Regions from separate parts of the Mus musculus genome. Here region 1 is linked to region 2. Evidence: chromatin contacts called from public Hi-C data. All regions are on one chromosome and are shown on one strand. Each heading gives the region's core, a stretch centred on a gene start, on an enhancer-like site or on the middle of the called end of the contact. The rest is flanking DNA. Distances are from core to core; before and after follow the strand shown. Region 1 has its middle 4.8 kb from the start of Gm30442. Region 2 overlaps Rims1 (regulating synaptic membrane exocytosis 1).

Evidence for each region. A called contact is a pair of places that touch in the nucleus more often than the background predicts.
Region 1: a Hi-C map of cerebral cortex shows a contact between it and region 2, with 1.8 times the contacts expected there. The contact joins two enhancer-like sites. A contact is called at or near these places in 6 of 39 promoter capture datasets (the 3T3-L1 cell line, cranial neural crest, frontonasal cranial neural crest and 3 more), 1 of 484 Hi-C or Micro-C datasets (cerebral cortex) and 1 of 9 other capture datasets (adipose tissue).

What each region holds. Positions count from the first base shown.
Region 1 is chr1:23,117,507-23,120,880 of GRCm38.p6, reverse strand. No RefSeq gene overlaps it. Among named protein-coding and RNA genes, the nearest start is that of Gm30442, 4.8 kb to the left of the region's middle. Within about 2 kb of position 1,265, at least 19 of the 459 cell types and tissues checked have an H3K27ac peak or open chromatin away from gene starts, as enhancers often do. A contact at or near this core is called in cerebral cortex, where this site is marked.
Region 2 is chr1:22,653,282-22,656,709 of GRCm38.p6, reverse strand. The region is part of intron 2 of Rims1 (regulating synaptic membrane exocytosis 1); the gene reads left to right. Among named protein-coding and RNA genes, the nearest start is that of Rims1, 150 kb to the left of the region's middle. Within about 2 kb of position 1,584, at least 12 of the 459 cell types and tissues checked have an H3K27ac peak or open chromatin away from gene starts, as enhancers often do. A contact at or near this core is called in cerebral cortex, where this site is marked.

The sequences.
Region 1 (3,374 bases), core at 16-2,515, 460 kb before region 2:
TAAAAAAAGGCAAAGGAAACTGACATTTTCAGTCAAAAGCAAATTATAAGAGACAAATTTTATTTTTCTCACTTGAGTAACAAAAAGCACAACAAATGAAACTGTGGCTCTTGGGATACTGGACATGGGGGATGGGACACACTGTTAAATGTAAGAGAGTGAACCTGGAGGTTCACATGTCTGCATCTTGACAGACCCTGGAGAGGGATTCCTGGTCAGAGGCACACATCTGCACTGTGTCAGTTCTGGGAGAAAGCAGCCAAGTCATGGGTGAGGGCAGTGTTCAGGGATAGCCCTGAGTTGTGAAGCTTGGGCCACATGTCCATAGAGTAAAAGGTGCTGGGGAGAATCCCGCATGGGAGAATCCTGTGCACAGAAGGAGCTCCGCCGGTACTCAGAGGCATCACTGTACTCAACTAAGCAACCACTAAAGAAAAGAACATGAAAACTAAATGAAAGTGGCTAGCAGTCACACTGGCCATGGATAGAGCAATTTCTACATGACATTAGAAAACTATATAACTAGTAAATAAATGGACTCTTTTCTTGTGGTGAACAATTCATTCTATTCTGAGCAATGCTCCATTTCCTTCTGATATATCTTTTTTTGTTGGTTATTTTATTTATTTACATTTCAAAAGTTGTCTCCCTTCCTGGTCTCCCTCCACAATCCCCCCATCCTATTCCCCCTCCCCTTTGTCTCTATGAGAGTGCTCTTCCACCCACACACTCACTCCCCGCTCACCCATCAGAGCAACAACTGGAGTAAAATGTTAATATGGCACTTATGCCCATATTATAATAGAAGCTAAGAATGTTTATAATAATACAATACTGCTCATAGGGCAAGGCAATATATGAGACATAACATAACGTATAACAGCCAGTATTGTATATCATCTTGAAGGGCTGTATTTCCAGCTGGTTAGGCCAATGGTTCTATGCTATACCAAAATCGAATTATGTAATTATATAAATTTGACAGTGAAAGGCAATATGTAGATTAGCTATTAACATTTTTAAATATGCTGAAGGAGGCAAGTGCAGGTTTTGTACAATAATTCATGCTTCAGATGCCTGAGCTTCATTCCAGGTGTCAGGACAGACCCTGGGCACTGAGTGGACTGCAGGAATACAAAGGACCTCCCTCTGCCCCTCGTCTCTCCCTCTCGGTCCTTACCCCCATTTTCTTCCTCTCTCCTGCACTGCATCGTATGGACTGAGTGTAGTATTTCAGTGAACATTAGCTCACCAGATCTCTATTTCTGGCTCCTTTTGTAAGCTGCTGCACAGTCTGGCTTCTGTGAGACATGAGGATTTGGGCTAGTTCACTAAGTGTTTGGTTCTCTCGTGTTACATAAGGTGTAATCTCAACATGCTGTTTTCTACTTTTTTTTTAATGAACCAGTGACACCTGCTTCTCTGCCCTCTGAAACAATCTGTAGATATTGACCAGTTTTCCTCTCATAGAAACTTCTATTATTCATCTATCTATCTATCTATCTATCTATCTATCTATCTATCTACCATGATTATATCCATCAGTCCTTTTATATACTTGTAGGTTTCTATATCCTTAGCATCTGCAGATTCACCCAATCTCAAATGAAAAAAAAATTTTTAAAAATTCATACTGTAGAACACTTTACTTATAAACCAGTCAGCATGGCAGTGTTTTGTATAGCACTTACATTAAAATTGATATTAACAGTAATCTGGAGATGAGTTAAAGTATTCAGGGAGATTTGCACAGGTTGTTTGCCTTCTTACAGAGAAGCACGCGTACCTCTCTCTCCCCAGTGGTCCTGAGACTCCATCCCTACCCTAGTGCACAAGTATCCTGGGATGGCTCCACCTGTGTGCTTAGCAACAGCACTGATAATCCTCGTTTCCTTTTATCAGGCTCTTCAGCTGTCGTGTTCTTCCATTCCTTTTAGCTTTATCTCTTTCAGTTTTATTTTGAACTTTCATTTACATATAAATAAGACTTGAACATATTGAAAACTTGATTTTCAATAAATGCAGTGTTACTAATGTGTTTTTAGACTGAAGGCACCGTAATGGTGCAAAGGTGCGTCATATATTGCATGAAATACAGCAACTTGGAAATGTACACAGGACACACAAAGAATACCAACATGTTGTCACACCAAGGCAGAGTGCTGAGCGGGAGTTTCAATAGCAACAACTTGTGGTTTGGTTTCCCTCTTTGCCACTAACCTACTGTAAATGATTTAATGTTGTGTTTCAGTTGCACTTGTAGAAGGAGCTCAGTAGCAAACCTGTTCAAGCTGCAAGGTAGGTTGTCGCTGCACAACTTTAGAATAAATGAACCATGGAGCTAGTAACCCTGCAAACACCCTGAATCCTTTAGTATTATATTGGGGGTTAACCACTTATTTTATTCAAAGATAGATCATTCATTCATTTAGCCCCATATTAGGGATGCCAATGAAAACATATGCAAAGAAAAATTTACTTAAATACCCCAGATAAGCAATGAGAAAGTGATTTGTGCTTTGTCATTGGTGTTGAGTTCTAGAAAGTAGAAAGTCTCAAAAACAAACAAAAACCAAAACCAACACAAAGCAGTTTTGCTGTTTGGGTGGCAACCTGCACAGAGGAAGTGCTGCTCTGTGGCAAATTTGCTGAAGTGGCAATTAAGAATTAATCTCCACATGTTAAAAGCCATACAGAAACCTCAGATAATATTCAACCTTTCCAAAGACACTTCTTCAGATTATGTGCATCACTTTTTGGATGACAGAATAATTTACTTTGCAAACAGGGGTCTTCTGAGAGTGAAACGAAGATTACTAGTCATTCTAGCTAACAAGAGTAAACTTACTATCTTGGGAAATTGTGAATGGTGCATTGAGTGGGAAATAAAAGGTTATTTTGTTCTTGTTTTGCTTTGAGATAGGGCCTCATTATGCAGAGCTGCCTTGCCTGGACTTCACTATGTAAACCAGACTGGATTTAAAGAAAAATGGCAGATTTTTTTTTTCAATCTAGCTATTCTTATAAGCTGGCAAGATAGCCTGTTATCTAATATGTATGTATCCATAAATACGTAAATGCATATATTTACATATACATTTGTGTGTACAAATACAGAAACTCATATTATCAGAATACAAAACTTCTGGGTGGACCAGGAAATGAGTCTTCTATTTTAATCACGAAGTATTTCAAGTCAGTTTCCTGTGCCAAGCACTTCCCACATGGGAATGCTGTAAGAATGCAGAAGGGCTGCACAGGAAGTGTAAGAAAGGAATGTCACACTGGAAAGCTCAGAACTTGTAAAGGGCATCTGGTGTGTTTGTCTACCCTCTTTTCTGTGTGTGTGCCGGGGGAGTGGGGTGGGGAGGGGG
Region 2 (3,428 bases), core at 335-2,834:
TCATTTTAATATCAGTTAGGAAAAACTCTCAATTGGAAGTTAATATTTGCATTTATGAGGTTTTAAAATTATTTTCGAGAAAAATAACATATGTGTGTGTGTGTGTGTGTGTATGTGTGTGTGTGTGTAATTTTCATTTTCTTAATTGACTTCCCAAGGGACTCAGTTCACTCAAGAAAAGGAGAAAAAGTAGCTTTCTACTTGAATTCTGATAATTCCAATTAATGGTTTATAGCCAGTAAGCTTTATGATAAGTTTTCAAATTATTAACTATAATGGGTGAAATTTCCAAAGAGGCACTTGGGGAATGGGCTATTTTGAACTCAGTGACAACTGTAGATAGAAAAGTCCTAGTAATGCTTTTGAATTTTTTGTTTCCTTGAATAGAAGATCTTGTGTCCTTTAAATTTAAACAAGGAGACAGCTGGTGTACTCTTACTCAGTGGATTCCAACCCATTAGAATATCCTGAAAGGCACAGAATAGCTACAGTTTTGTTCCTGAAATACTCAAACTCATGAAATCCAGCTAGCACTTTACAGCACCATGTTCCAGGTCCATTTTCTTCCTGTTAGGTTATGCTGTGGCTGTGGTAAAGAATGTGTGTGAGTTCCTAGTCCCCAGTGAAAACCTCAGCCCACATCAGAGAACCCAAAGTATGAATTCCCAAGTGTGCTGTTAGGAAGGCCTGTGGTTAAATTTCAAATTATCAAGCTGTATTTGGGTGAATGAGTTAGTTTTATAAGCAGTCTCGGGAAGAGGAATCAAAGGGACTAACCAGAGCGACAGTTTTCTCACTTTCTACCAACATTAGGTGTATCCTCTGTGAAAGCCCTCTCTGCTTATATGTTCACAGACCTGTCTATTCACTTATATATTTCTGTCTTTACCCATGAACTTATTCACTCAGTCTTTAGTCACGCATGACTTGAGAACCAGCCCCATATTAAGGACTTGGAGAAACAAAGACTTGTGGTAGCTCTTGAATTTGAATTACGGTTTTATTAAGTCTATCACTGAAAGAAAGCCAATAAAAATCTTGGAAATGTCATTATCTGAAAAGTGATCATCTCCCTATTAACACTGTGGCCTCTCCATGCTTGGCATTCGACAAATAAATAGTTGTTCAAGGGACAGAGGAATAACTTACTATATTCATCAAAAAGAGCATAGGTTTTTAGCTTTAATCAAAGCAGGACTATCTAAATTAAGGAGCTGGTTCAGTTATCCCTTATATGAAAAGTCCTCCTCAGAATTAAATGGAACAGAGGGACATGGGCTTTTCGAATGAAGTATGGGAAGGTATAAGCTTTGTTTTTGCTGTCTGATCAATAAATACATCTTAGCCTGAGCTTCTCCTTAATAATGAGAGTTGTGATTAATATCACAATGACACCAGATACAAATCTTGTGATTTGTTTAGATTCGGGTGATGACTTCTGGCTACCTGTCCTGAGCCCCTTTGCCACCTCGGTTTTGTGCATCTGTTTCTTTATTCCACATCATGGTTTGGAGGCTGAGGATGGGGGTGGTAGGCAGTTCATGTTGGCGTGTGGCTGAGGTGGCAGGAGGGAGGATTTTAGCAGCTTGTGGGCGAGTGCTCAGAGAACAGGTGGTACTGGAAGAAGGAAATGACTGTCAGGATTCGGTGGCATTTGGGCGTGTGTATCGGCAGGCATGTTCGCAAAGTGGGGTATTCTTGTTCAAAGTGTAAGAACACTTCAGTGTCCTCATAATGAGAGCTTTGACCCAGAGTTTTAGACTCGCCAAGGCAAAGACTGTCAATTTGTCAATCTGTAGGTATGAAAGACCAAAGGGTTAAACAAGAAAGGGGACAGATTCTGTCACAAAGCCTGACCTCTTAACAAATGGAAACTGGTACATCTACATCACAACTCCTACATCTATGGCTCAAGAAACATGGAAACAGCCAGAATACCAGGAAACCTGCTGGGAAACAATCTCTCCTAGAAATGGCTGCATAAGTTGACCAGAACAATGGCACGGTAGATGGATTTGCTAACTGGAAGAGGGTTGGGGGTGGTCCTACAGGTTCCCACGCCTAGACAAAGGACTCTAGGCAAGTGATAGTGGAAAAAGGAGAATTAGTCTTTCCCAGAGCTGAGCTTCCTTATCAGTCGTTCAATGCAGAATGGTCAGCCCTGATGCTGTATACACAGGAACCAAACAGCAGCAGACTCGGCAGGTTGAATTTTTATATAGGTGCATACATACGTGTGTGACAATATTAACCATAGAAAACAGGAGCTCATCAACCTAAATGTATGGGAGGGGATGAAGTGAGGATACTTGGGAGAGCCTGGAGTGGAAACCTGGAGGGGAGAAGTGATGTAATTCTGTATCAATTAAAACCATAATTTTTTAAATAAGTGAGAAGAGTGGCCAGTTTGCAGGATGCATTGATGACAGCTGCTCAAGGGTTTTGTTTTGTTTAAAGAAGTTTATCCAGGTCTCATTCACTTTCAAAACACCTTGTTATCATCTGCAGCCTGGTAGGTTTAGAAAGATCCAGCACATACTGTGTCCTGTTCTTCAGGACCAGGATCAAATAAACAAGCCTCTCTTCACCTCAGAGCTTCCTCAGGCACCACAGGCTATTGTTTTTGCTTTTGTTTTTGTTTTCTTTTTAATCCTCCCTGGAGGGATGGATAGAGGGAGTTTGTTTTGAAATAGATGCTTTTGGCTGTTCAATTGCAGGGCTTTTCCTGTTATCTCAGACAGTAAACAGTCTTCACCTCACTGCTGGTGGATTTGAGAAGTACCACTTGACTCTAACTAATGAAGCCTTTGCAGAGTATTGCTTGCAGCACACAGATCCTCAAGTGTGCCCAGTATTCTCACCCCTTACAAAATGTGAGCACTGGGCACTTATGGTGGAACAACTGTAGTTATCTGTGGCCACCATGATCCCAGCTTCTGCAGGATTTAGCAAGAATAAAAGTGTTGATGCACTTGACTGTTGAACAAACAAAGTATAGATTGCCCTCTTCTAGTTTTCCAAAGACAAGTGTGGGAATCTTCATTATGCTGTTTTGAAGGCTGCTATTGAAGGTTGTTTTGATCATTATGAAGTTTGTTATTCAAGGGAAGGTTATGTAACGGAAATGTAAAAATTCTGGGCACAATAGCCACAATAACACTGTAAAGATAAAGGAGTTAGGAATTAATAATTTTGTTGTCATTTCTAAACACCTGCACATCAGAACCATTAAAAAACAAACAGAAAAAAATCATATTAAAACAAACAAAAAATTGTATTCAAACAAACATTTGTAATAACAGATTGTTTTGTTTGTTCATTTGTTTGCTTTTTTTTTTTTTTTTTTTTTTTTCGAGACAGGGTTTCTCTGTATAGCCCTGGCTGTCCTGGAACTCACTTTGTAGACCAGGCTGGCCTTAAACTCAGAA